Linked DNA regions of Oryzias latipes: region 2 is linked to region 1. Evidence: chromatin contacts called from public Hi-C data. All regions are on one chromosome and are shown on one strand. Each heading gives the region's core, a stretch centred on a gene start, on an enhancer-like site or on the middle of the called end of the contact. The rest is flanking DNA. Distances are from core to core; before and after follow the strand shown.

What was found. Hi-C and Micro-C count contacts between places; a contact is called where the count stands out from the background.
Region 2: a Hi-C map of embryo shows a contact between it and region 1, with 1.9 times the contacts expected there. The contact joins the promoter of terb2 here to the enhancer-like site in region 1. A contact is called at or near these places in 2 of 5 Hi-C or Micro-C datasets (embryo and gastrula embryo).

Annotation. Positions count from the first base shown.
Region 1 is chr3:18,628,970-18,635,723 of ASM223467v1, reverse strand. LOC101166369 (tight junction protein ZO-1) reads left to right here. Exons shown (of 30, transcript XM_011489604.3): 2 at 1,494-1,707. Among protein-coding and RNA genes, the nearest start is that of LOC101166369, 25 kb to the left of the region's middle. Within about 2 kb of position 2,398, at least 1 of the 8 cell types and tissues checked has an H3K27ac peak or open chromatin away from gene starts, as enhancers often do. A contact at or near this core is called in embryo, where this site is marked.
Region 2 is chr3:18,675,796-18,682,549 of ASM223467v1, reverse strand. It overlaps terb2 (telomere repeats-binding bouquet formation protein 2), which reads right to left and starts at 3,591. Exons shown (of 8, transcript XM_020713639.2): 1 at 2,169-3,591; 2 at 1,637-1,718; 3 at 1,410-1,549; 4 at 984-1,045; 5 at 834-895; 6 at 683-759; 7 at 185-276. The coding sequence starts at 2,232.

The sequences.
Region 1 (6,754 bases), core at 1,149-3,648:
CACCTGTGATTTAAACATTAAATGCCCCCCAATAACTAAATACATGCATAAATCAGTTAAGCACCTTGTGATTTGTGTTTAAATGTTTGCCTTAAGTGACTGTATAAATCAAACACATGGAAGAAGAAGCCTCAATGTGTCTTTAATGGAAGATAAATAGACTCTCCATGCTCAGTCTCCATCTGCAGGCTACCCGCTGACATTCAGCCCAATTATTCACACTTGCTTGGGTTCAGCTTTTGCCAACAGGACGCAATGTCCTTTAAAGTAAAGACAGAAACTTCATATTCTTTAGACTTCCAGTAGTTTTCCTGTTTTTATTTCGATGTGGAACTGCCTGAGTGAATTTTTTGTAGCAACTTCTGGAGACCACAAGACAATACGATTTTGGAAAAAGCTTGAAAGTTGTTCTCTTACTTGCAGTAATTGGGTCTGAAGCTATGAGGTTAAAAATAGTAAATATTCTTTTTTTTTTTGCAAAAAAAATTTAGAATAACACTTTTTGTCAACTGATTACTGCCAGTTTTCTTTGCAGTGGTGATGGGAAAAAAGGAGAAAAGGGGAGACATCATGGTGTTACGCCCCCTTTGTGTCTAGGGGTGCTAGGGGGGGCATAACATAAAAAAGTAAAGGTTTGACTAATAAATTAACTGTAACAAATACACCAAACGAATGTCTCCATAAAAATATAAGAACTTTATTTACAAATTAACAAACACCAACCAACAAGAACTAATAGTGAAGCTAAAAGGCTTCAGGGTGAACCCAGGCCAAAATAACAAACGAAACCCCAACTAACTGAAACATGTCATCTTACCTGTAAATGAAAGGAAAGGGAAATAAATGACAAAACTCTAACCTCCCTAACCTAACAAAAACAGGAGAAAACGTGTACTAAACAAAATGGCGGTTCACCCCTACAGCTTCACTTAAACAAATAACTATAAACCAAAAGACTAATCAGAGTGGGCACAGACAATACAAACTACGAAGAACTAAGAATACAAAATACAAAAGTGCACAACTAAACAAGAGGTGAAATCAAAAACAAAATGGAGAAGAGGGCCAAGCTGCAGTGGAGACTGTTGCAGCAAGGCTCCCCTCTCCCGGTGTGGAGGTCCATGTGGTGGTTTTGAAAGGCTGCCTCCACCAGCTTGTCCAATTGGAGGCCACACCTACATGAACCACACCTGCAAATAATTAGACACAAACAGACACACAAAGATCCCCAAAAAACACAAGTCCCACTCTGATACAGAAATAATACAAAAAACACAGAACAAAACCAAATACGGCCACAGCCGTAACAATGGTTTTCCAAGTAGCCTTCAAAAAAAACTGCAAAAATGTTATACTTGAGACCACACAGTGAATAAGAAAGGGGTGCCTATGGTGAAAATTCATAAATGAACATGCCTTGCAGGAGAAATACACCATTTCTATATTTTATCTGCAGTTGGGTTATGACAAAATAGTTTCATTCTATCATGCAGGGTGACTCCTCAAGATGGAGAAATGTCCCCGTCGGGTGCTGCCGGATGTTCTGACGGGCCTGTGGGTGCTACAGGTGGCGCTGGTGCTCTGACATTGCCCGCCACATCAACCCTCTCACTTCCAGTGAGCCAGGCCAAACCATCTCTGCGCCGCATCAAAGGCCGCATTCACCGCAGCAAGAGCCTGGACAGCATCGACCTGCTCGACTCCAATGTAAGGCACATTCAGATTTCTGGTGCAACTTTATGTGTTCAGGTACAGAAATAATAATCTGAGATGACATTTACTGAAAATGCATTTTATCCTGCTTAAATTCACACCAAAAGTCTATTTTTTAGCACATTCTTACCACGAAAAACAGTTTTATTAAAGTTGAAATCTGCACAAGCAGAGCGCTAATGCAGCCTCAAACATGGGATAACCTTTAGTTGCATAATATTTCTTTGGTTTTTAGATAGACACATTCCATATGCATCTCTCTATGAGTGGTTTATTCTCATGAAAAGTATTAATCTGATAAATGATTGGATAAGCTGCTTGGATCTGAAAAACCCTTCCTAACTCTGGGATTGTCCATTGAGCTGAGAACTGGCCCTCTGGGTAACTCATGCGTACTTGTGCACTTGTGTCTGTGTACCTTGCTGTGCACACAGGTTCGTGCATGTTCACGATTAATGTGGGCCGGGTGGTATTTGGGAACGCGACCAACAGTTTATGATGTAAAAACATGCCAATCTGCTGTTAATGCGTGCTTGCTACGCCCCTTTTTATGTCACCACAGTGGACTCAGCTAAATCGTCCTGTCTCTGCACAGGCCTGTTAAACACCCACCCCCACCCACTACCTTCTTTCTTTCTTGACCCTCTGTAGATGTCTCCTTTAATAAATGTTCATTGTGTGATGTCTCCTCATCCACCCCCGTCCTTTCTCCCCAGGTTGACAGTCCACCATGTCAGTGTGTGTTTGCGTGGGTCTGTGGGAGTTCAAGCTTGCGCATGCTCGTTTTGGATGTTTGTTATGTTAAATGGCCTTATACGAGGGTTGCCTGGTGCGTCTGTGTTAGGAGTCATTATTTATTCCTCCCTTCGCTCAGCGGCTGGCCTCTGGCCTGAGCATGAGCAAGTCTCATTAAGGTTAAGAAAAGCAAAATTTCCACCTCACACAAATTAATCCATTAGTGATTGTTAAAGAGGGCTGAAGGTGGTGGGGGTGACAGTCCACGACATGCTATGAGACGACACCGCTGAGTGGCTGCAACGACCAAACGCTGAATTCATCACTTTTGATTGACCCCCATTGCTTTTTTTTTGGCAGTTTCTAAATTTAAGGTACAGTCTAAATTATCTCAGGATTTTTAAAGATCCACTCCGAAGAAAATTGTGTTTTAGTGTTTTCAACATGTTTTTGTAGCAATTTTCTTAGGATGAAGAACATACATAAAGAAAATTAAGATTAAAACTGAATTTATGAGTCTTTCTTTATTCAAATCATTGTGGATCAGTAGCAGATACAAAATTGCTGTTGTAAAAAGCTTGTAGGTATGATGTAGAACCTACAATGAATATCAAGCCACAAGCTCCCTTCTCCGCTCCATTCCGATGCACCCGCTTGTAGATGACTAGATCCATGTCCTGTTTTTCTCGTCTGAGCTGACATCTGGCTCAAAACTGTACGGCTGCTTCGCTCGCCATTTCTATTGCACTAGTAATGTTAGGTTGGTGTTGTAAGGGGCTGTAAACTAGCAGAAGAGTGTGTAAACAGATGGATTATGGGAAGTGTGGGTGGGCTTACTGCACGCCAATAACTGATGTTCTAATGAACTACCACCGTTCTGCAGAAACATTGTCCTAGAAAACGGCACAGTTTTTATATTTGGGCTAAAAACAGCATAATCATAATGAAAACACCACCGGGAACGCTTTTAAAGTAGATCAAAACATGATCGGAGTGGGACTTAAAACCCCCTGGGGCGCTCCACTACACGCTACCTAAATCATTACTGCTTTTCACTAGGTCAATACAGTTGCTTCTTACTTTCCTGTTTTTTTTTTTGTTTTTTTTTATTGTAGCACTTTTGGCAAAATTTGTGTTGTAATTTAGGAGGACTTATCCAACTATGGAACTTCAAATGCTAAGTACCTACAGTTTATATATACATTGGTCTAGCTTCATTGTTCTGACTGATTATTTCCTATTTCCTAATTCATAAAAAGTATTTTAAGACAAACACTTGACATTTAAAAGCTATGTGACACAATTATCTGGAATTAGTCCAAACAAGTTTTGTCACTGGTCACATAACTGAATTTTGAGTGGCAAAGAAGCTACTTTTCAAACTAAAACTGGGGGCATTTATGATACAAAGGATCAATGATGAACCTTTTATTGGGGAAATAAAAAAAAAAAACTGTAAAAAAAAATGTTGACATGCTTCTGAAATAGTCAGTCACAGAAACTGAAACTGGATGGTTTTGCTGTCCATGTTGCAACAACTGTCAAGCTAGTTTATCCAGCCCATTTGTCTATCTGACAGTAAACTCTCAGGAGTTAGGATTCCACATGCTTACCCTTCTCTTATAAAATCTTTGATCTGAGCCTTCTTTGACTTGTAGTGCATCACATATATTTTAAAAGGAAACCCCAGGACTCCCATCCCTGCTGATGTAAAATGCTGTTATGTGTGTAGGCTTTCTGTAATGGTGGGCTTGCAATTTTGCCTGGACATATTGTGTTACATCTCACTTAAACTTTTACCAGAGAGGAATATGACAGAAACATTTAAAGAAAACTACACATCAGTAGTTGGTATGTTCTGTTTAGTGACTGCTCACACATAAAATGATCCCTGCGTCCCTCACAGCCAGTCATTGAACATATTAACTCAGTTTTGCTTGTTTGTGGAAAAAATAAAAGAAAATTTGAACAGCTCTTCTAGAACATGCATGCTTTAAAACTGCACTTTAATTCAAATAAAGTCAAATCAATTTGATTGGGTTTCCTGCTCACAAATTACTTAAGTAAAGCCTTATAACTTTGGAGCATCCATTATAGTTCCTGCTGTCAGCTGTGGAGAAATCATACATTTATATCCAATAAATAAGACCAATATTCTTGTGATTTTACAGAAATAAACCTTGCTGTAAGTACAAAAACAGTTTGAATATATAACTTTTGTTAAAATTGGTATTAACCCCTCTTAACGATCAAAGTATTTTAAAGTTGTATTATTTTATCTAAGACATTTTTTGAATACATTTAGGTGGTGGGAGACGCTTTGAGGAATAGAATCCATGCAATATTCAGATAAAGTCTAATTTTTCACATGGCATTGATGTAAAGACTAAGTTTCACATCCTGGAGTCCTTTGAAGATTAAGTTTCAAACTAAAAAAAAAAATCCTCGTCCATTCCATCAACACTTCTGTGCATCACATAAGGCATGTTGCTCAAGCGACTTTGCCCTCTGTTTTCCTGTCCTGCTGTGGACCATCACAGCACATCTACAAGTGAAAGTTTGAAACATTAATGAAGGATGGGAGGAACAATCCACCTCTTAAAGCTGTGTTGATGCTTCTATTTTGGTGGGTGAGAAAAAATAGCACTGTCTGGGCTAAAGATAAAAAGAGCAAAAGTCTATGGATCCTCTGGGATTTCTGCTATTATTTATTCAACAAAAGCCAACAGAGAACTCACTACTCTGTTCTGGGCCACAAAAACACACTATTGGTGAAAGTCAGTGGAATGACATAGACACATACAGAAGTTGTGCACAGTAAATCTGTGGGCCTAAGAATTGCATCTGCAGAGTTAAGAAGACTTCTTAGACTGCTTTCCTTATGGCCTGGTTCCAGATGAAAGATTGGTTAAAACCTTTCCATCAGGTATCTTAGTGTATTTGTGCTTTTAGATAGATTAAATTAAGTTCCTCTCAATGTATTTTAGCTAACTATGGTCTCCAAAAGGTAGGTCACTCCCATTTCTCATATATTGTCTAATGTAGATACAACAAAAAAACATTTTGAGAATAGCTGAAACTCAATTTTTCCACACTGAAAGTCTTCCAACTGATAGGCTTCTTGTTACACTACTCAAATTAAAGCAGTAACATGTTTTTTTTTAGTGTGAGTAAAGTGCATGAATGCATCAAGGAATCTCCTGTGGTTCTCACAAACTTATAAACCCAGGTGGTTGGTGGTTAGAACTCTGGCTTGTTGGTGGCCACAAACCACAAATGGCAAACCTGCAACAGGTCAGCTGAGGAACAGACGGTGACAAAGAGAAATGGCTGTGATACATGTAACAAAGGAGTAGAGGTTATGACACGGGTGGGCTTTATGGCTAATGAAAGAATGGTTTGACAGTGAGGCGCTGGATGTTTCCATTAGAGTAATGTGTTTTGCTCGCGCAGACAGGAGACTCTGCCAACACCTTATAACTCATTCTCTCAAACTGTTGTTCTCAAAGTGCAACAGTGTGAAATTGCATTTTACATGCTACTCGTTCATCTTACTTGTGTCCAAACCCAACTTTGGAGATTGCCAGCAGTGTCTAACACATCTGCAGGGGCTTTGCAGTTGTGCAGGACTGTGTGGTGTCCTAGCACCAACACTGATCATTATTGAAAAAATTTACACACAGTTATTGTACTTATTATCAAGAGAGAAAGAAAATGCAAATTGTTTTCTATTTGCATATTTGAAAAAACAATAGTTTTTTAATGCTGAAAGGAAATGAGATTTCTAGAGTGTACAGCTAAATACAACTGGAACAGGCTCAACAACAAATTAGGAGAAACTATAGAAAATTCAAAAATTGTTGAGACTTATTTCAAAGGATAGATTTTTGGTAAAATCCCATTTCTTGTTCATTATATGATTAATGGAAATACTAATAAGTCTAAAATATATCTTATTTAAATTTATTGAAAAGAGAAATGAAAAATCTTTTCTTTTTGAGTTATAAGAAACATTAAATGTGAGAAGTAAATAGTTAGATTATTGTCTTACATCTATTACCCATGATTTATGGGTAATGGAGTCTTTTCGAGTTTTTACGGCAAAAAGAAAAAAAGTATTGTGTCGTGCTTTAAACATACAAGGAAGCGTAGCTAAGTTGGACTGGATATTAGTATTTCATGGTGTGGAAGTCTTGTCATTTTCAGCCGTGACCTTTGACTTCAGGCTGGGCTGCTTGTGAAGCAGTCTGTCAATCATGTCAGGAACAGTGGTAAGTTTAGAAGGAGCCTTAGTTCAGCTGCAGCT
Region 2 (6,754 bases), core at 2,342-4,841, 46 kb before region 1:
GAACTGAAATCTTGTTACTTTAACATATAAGTTGATAAGGAAAAATCTTTTTGTCTTTTAAAAAACAGATAAGTTGACCATTTTTATATGTTCTTTTGACCTATTTTAAATAAAGATAAACACTTTTAGTATCACTAAAGAATAAAAAGAATACCAAACCAAACCAACAAAGACTTATTCACACTTTTATCTGTAGTAAGATGAACAAAATGGCCTCAGTAAATGTGCTGTGAGACAACTGCTGTTCATCCAGAACGCTGCTGCTCGGCTCCTGACCTAAAGGAAGTGCAATCACAGGAGCAGGTGAAAAACATGACCTTTGAAAACGAGTGTATTTGTGACATAGAAAATACGCTGGGAAGGTCACAAGCTAACTACTCCGCTCCATTCTGATGTTTGTCATGCATGTCTTCGTATGTACGTCTGATGGTGTTGGGGCTGTAAGCTAGCAGAAGAGAGTGTACATATATGCATATGTGTCTCAGTTATGGATGATGGGGGGGGGCTCTGCACCAACAGTCCCACCAACAATCTATAATAAACTACAGTCACTCTGCAAAAACCTTGTTCTAGAAATCAAGAGTTAAAAAAAAATGGCATAACCATAACTAGACAACTGGGAAGGCTTTTACAACAGGACAAAAGATGACCAGAGTGCAGCTTTGATGTGCAAATAATTTACCTGTGAGAGTACCGTTTGCTTTGTTTCTTAGGTGATTTTCCTTTTCAGGAGATGAATCTTCATCAGATGGTTCACAGCTGTTCACAAAGACTGGATTAAAAAAGTGCAAATTCCACTTCAGTTCCAAAGACTCACAGTGAAGTCAACACACTTGCTTACGCTGAGCTCTTCTCCGCTCTCCTCATCCAGGCATTTACTACTCACTGAATTTTCCTGCAAAAAAACATTGTCAGTTTGGATATTTAACTATTACCCTACATAATCCACCTGTCCTAAATGTTATCCTAAATGGTACAATTACCTGTGTAACTGATGGATCACTTTCACCCTCCCAAATCAATCTTCCAACCGCCTTTCTCATCTCTTTAACAATAGAAATACACTAAGTTAGTTACAACTAAAAGAATAGCTAAAGCCTGGAGGAACCTTTTTGGGGGAGGGGGGTTGAACTAAAGACAGAAAACTTGATACACTTAAAAGACAACAAGAACTAAAAATATCCTGTAGGTACCAGAAGCAAATCTAGGACATCTGCAATGGCTTCAATTTTTCTGAATGTTTTTTTCCCTGACATGAAGCAACAGCTTTTCCACAGATGAGCACTGATGGCAATAATGATCTTCATAGACAAGCTGTGTGAAAGTGTTCTTTCTTCATATAGTTATAGTAAGTATATACCATATACTTGTGTCTTACAGTGAATCAATAAACGTGTTGTAATCCTCACCGTTCTGCACTGGGACTGGGGGTAGCACATAATGACCAATGCATACGGATTTCACACTCTGCCTTTTTTCACAGGTCAATAGGAACAAGCTGTGAAAAACTGTCACTTTGTCCCAGAGGAAATCTTTGCTCTCAAATATCCTTAAAAAAAGAAATAAAAATGTGAAATGGTTTTTCCATTTGTTTGTATCCCTTCTTTATTTTTTCTTATTCTAGCATTCGTCTCACCTTAAAGTGTCAGAGGATGTTGCATCCTCACTAAAGATGAAATCGGCTTTTCTCCAGCCTGTGATGGTCCCACCTTCTTGTACTACCAGAGAAGTATCATCAAAACAAGCAACCAGCAAAGCAGATCTAAGAAGTGTGTGTTATTCTACATGTCCTTTGGAGACTCAAAGTTTAACCTTTTCCAAGACATCACAATGAATGGAAATTTACCACATTTTACCTTGATTTTTCCTATATATAGTACTCCTATGGTCACACACAAATATGTGGGTTCAGGTGCATCTAAAATATGCAGGATCGAATTTCTACACTAGACATTTAGTTTAATGTGTAGTTATTTACTTAAAATAAAAATCACATTTTCTATATAACTTTCTATACTTTTGTGCTACATGTGAAAACAAAAATTTTTACTTTTATTTTTGGTATTTTTGAGGAGCTATATTTACAATAGATTATTACTTTACAATAACACAATAATACATACACAATTTTATCTGTGTTTTGAAGCCGTTGGAAAGAGATTTCTTACCCCAAAACTTGAGGTGTGCCTCATTCACACTTTTGGAAAACCAGGCCGTCCTACACTGAAACATAACTTTGATAGGAAAGTCCCAAATATGTTTGCTAGTTTAAAATTACATATATTTTGAGCTGTTTTTCCCGCCAATTTTGCCGGAAGTGTTGGAATGGGCATGCGTAAAGACTGTCTGAGCAGGTGTTAGTCCTTAAAATGCGCCCTGCCTCCGAGTGCATCCCGCTTACGTAATCGCTCTGCTAGAAGAGAAATAGCGCCCCTCCCCTCTTGTTTTTCAGCGTGACTATGAGGCTTTAACATAAGGTCACGCTTGGCTGTGTCTTTATTTGATTTTTGCTATTACAATCTTTCATATTTTACACTAAAATTGTGTGGGTTTTTTATTTATTTTTTTTAATGTTTTTCGTGTTTTGTTTTTGTACTGTTTTGTTTTCAAGCTTATTTGGTACAGTCTCACTTGTCGGTTTCATTTGCTAATTATCCACAGCTGTTCGTTTCAGTTAATCATCCTCAGTTAATTGAGTGTTTTGTTTTCAACTCATTTTGGTCAAATCCTCTGCCATGCTTTGTCTTTTTAAAGCATTTATTTTCTCGCACCAACGTTGTCTCCTGCATTTTGGGTCCTACGGTTTAATTGATTTCTGACACACTTCTATTACACCTGTCACCAGATGTCAGTAAAATCACTGTGTTTTAGCCTGTTTGAAAACACATTACACAACCACAGAGCTATGCTTCTGTTCTAGTTTAAAGTATGGTTACTCCTAAATTGCTTTACTGAATGTTCAATAGGACTAGGTGACCATTTATTAATTTTGATTATACTAATATAATGGTTTCGGTCTTAGTCTGGTAAAAATTAATTAAACGTTCGAATCCATCCACGTTTTAAATCCTTCCGACAGTTTGTCTGTTTTGAATCACAGCCCATGCCGACTTTAAACAAAAGGTAAATTTAACTCCAACAAAGCAGTGGTAAGAAAAAACAGTTTCTAAATATAAATCCTGGTATATATGAAAACTTGTTAAAAGAAAAAAAAAAGACCCAACAAAGAACCCTGAGAGAGGTAATCTAGAGTACCGGTATTCAGGAAGGATCTGGGGTTTGTGACTGTTTCAGATGACAGACATGGAAAATACTGTGGTTTTGCACATTTTACTTCGTTTTGATAGACAACAGTCTTTCATGATTCCCAGAGAGACATGGAGCTTGTTTTTAGCGCAGATGAAACTAAACATAGATTTGTCAATTCACAGTTCAGTTGCACCTATTTGATATTGGAACAGTAGAATCCAGCATATTCCTATGTGGCATCTTTAGAAGCTCAACAAATACCTTATAGCACCATTCCGACAGAGTAGAAAGGAGTCCCTGAAAAAATAAAAAACTCTGACAGGTGTCTGTGGTCTCATAGCAAGCGACAACTCTGCATCTGAGCACAAAGTTTAAGAGGAGAAGAAAGCAGAGTTACACTTACCATAAATAGTCTAAAATTTCTATGACATTTCAGAATCAGGTTTATTTTCAAATGCACAGCATACACTGACACACAAAATTTCTTTCCAGTACAACTCGAACAAGGTCAGACATACAACAGAAATACATACATACAGTTCAAAGTTGAGTAAGGCGCAGCCATGTTAGACGCACCTTACTCAGCATGGGTGTAGATGGATTACAACAGTGGGGGGCATCAGTGACAAAAAAAAGTCACAATGTTTATCTACAATGTGTAGATACAAGAAAAAAACTGCACCATTTAAAACTGTAAACCCTCAAATGAACAAGATCCAGCATCTAGACACAACAACAGACTGCATTGGATCAAAAGGGTTCATTTGTTAAAAGTCCTGAACCAAGGATTTCGATTTGCAGCAAACATGAACAGTGACATCCCTTTAGAATAAAATCCGTATTAAGTGTTGGTAAATGGTTGAACTCAGTTCACAGAACAGGATTTCTTAGCTTAATTTCAATAATGAATGTTCAAAGCTGGAATAAGAGACTGAGTGAGGTTCTTTTTTTTTTGTTCATTAAAATTGGATTTTTCACACTTAAGCTACTCCTAGACCCCTGTCAGAAATCTGAGAAAGGTTCAAGAAAGGGTAGCCATAAATAGATAAGTTCAGAGAAAGCTAATGTAAAAAACTGTACTGCTGCATAGTTTTAAGTATGAAAGAAGCATTGTGACACAGCAAAAACTATTGGAGACTGATTTATCTGGCAATCATTGCAAGAAACAGAGAACCAAAACAGCTGCATGGGAACATGAAGAAAAACACATAAGCCAAGTTTTATAATGTACTAAACAACTATACACTGTGAGCAAGTATTTATTAATTATTTTTTTTACATCTATCTAAATTGCATCAAACTGTTAGCTGAAAACAACAAAACATCACTATTTATACAGTTTATATCAAATGACACACACACCTCTCCCACATGACAGTAACAAAACAATAAAATGGATGTGAAGCGTTTAAAGTAGAAACGTAAGGGAAGGACTACAAGCCCGCTAATAAACACACAGGTGAAAGGAATTTAAGGACAATGAAATGAAAATAAAATCCAACTCTGGACATTTAAAGAAGTCCCTGCCCAAAACTGTCTCGTCTCCTAGCGACCGGACATTTGCCTGGGCCAAATGAAGAACAAACCCCACAATTTTCTTTGGAATTCCTCAGAATAACTCGTAAAGATGAGAGAAATCCACCACAGACCACAATCTCAAAGCTTGAAATCAGACTACAGTCCAAAAAATCCAAAATAGTACACTTCTGTAATGAATTTTGAAACAATTCATAAAGTTCAAATAAAAAAATTCTATTCTATTCTGTTTAAACAGAGAACTAGACAAACTAGGACAGACTGAATGGACTAATCCACCTCAACCATGTGTAGACAAGACAAAACAAACCACAAAAAAGACTGATATTATTTAAACAAAGTGGTTTCAAAGCTCATCAGGTTCAGGGAAAAATGACCTAATTGCAGTTACATGGTTTTTCATTTTATTGAAGCTGTAACTGTCAGATTAAGAAAGAGACTTTGTTCATATCTGTGCCCGCCCAGAGGCCTGTTTTATAATCCAACAATTGTCCTGCTGCAAAAAATGTGGAAAAAATCCCTTTGTAATAATTGTCATTCTTCATTTTTGGGGTATTAGCTCTTTTACATTGTGGAGCCGGTTTAGCTCGTGCTGGTTTGTGGCGCCTGCCGTCCGTGAAACCAGGGTTCGACTCCGGGCTGCTCCCTGTTCCCTTCTCTACCTCTGCCGGTTCCAAGCCCGGTTTGAGAAGGTTGCGTCAGGAAGGGCATCCGGCGTAAAACATTGCCAAATCTACCATGCGACTCGTTCGCTGTGGCGACCCCTGATGGGAGAAGCCGAGAGTGGAAGAGCTCTTTTACATTGTGTTTAACAAACCTAATATCAGTATTCTACCTTTCTTTTTTATTATTATTTCTATTTTATTTTACAATTTTCTAAAGTTTATAAAAGGATAAAATGCATCTGACATAGTTTCAGTGCATTAAACATTGTTTCTTTCACTATAGTTCATGAAACTTGAAAGCTTCACTGTGCTCTCTTTCCCAGCTCTAACTACGAGTCACAGATTTCCTTTGTTAATCTAGAAAAGTAACTCAATCAAATGTATACAGTCGTCAACAAATGTGTGGCTGCTTTAGGTAAAACCACAGCTGAATTCTTCTATTATTTGTGATTTGCCATTTCTGTTTGACTGAAAAGTGCTCATTGGGATGTATATCTAAAGATTGTTGAGTATTGTAATTTATTACATTGTCATATGCCCCAATGTCTTTCACCGTTTATTTTGGCAGTGATGCAGTACTTAATATCACCACCAGATGGCGAGAATGCCGCATAATTACAAAGACACCGTTTGACCATAAGAATGAGTAAACATTAAAATGAAAAACTATGTATTCTTTTAAAATTTTGGTTCAAGTGGGTCTCTTTAAGTATCCACACAGATATTGGATTTTTGGGTGTAAGTAAGTGTGTAAATATTTGTAAGTATATATATATATATATATATATGTTTTAGTAGAGAGCTCCCTGAGCAGCCATCACTGTGTCCCTGGTTAATTGGACGGGCTGTGATTGGTCAGCTCACTGCCATGATTAAAAAGAGGTTGTAACTTTGTTTGAAACTGTACATAAATGTCTCTGGAATATTTTATATATTGTGTTGCTTGCACATCTACTCACTCCCAACTGACTGGTGGACAATATCCAAAGGAGCTATGATTGCCTTGACAACAGCAAAGCCACACCCAGTTTATTTAACCCACCTTCCCCTGTGGTTGGTTAAGAGCAGCCAAAAAACATGAAAATTATCAAAATCATTAGTCCTAAACGAAAAACCTATTCATGGTGTTTGTATGTGGATTAATTTCAGGACTCAACGGAAGGAATAAAAGGCCTTTTGAAGCCTTTATTAAACCTAATGCAAAAGTGTTTTTAAAAGTTGATATTTTGTTTTATCAAAAATTTATTTATTCATGTATCTTTATTTATTTAACAAAACCAGAAAATTTAAAATGCAACTTCAAC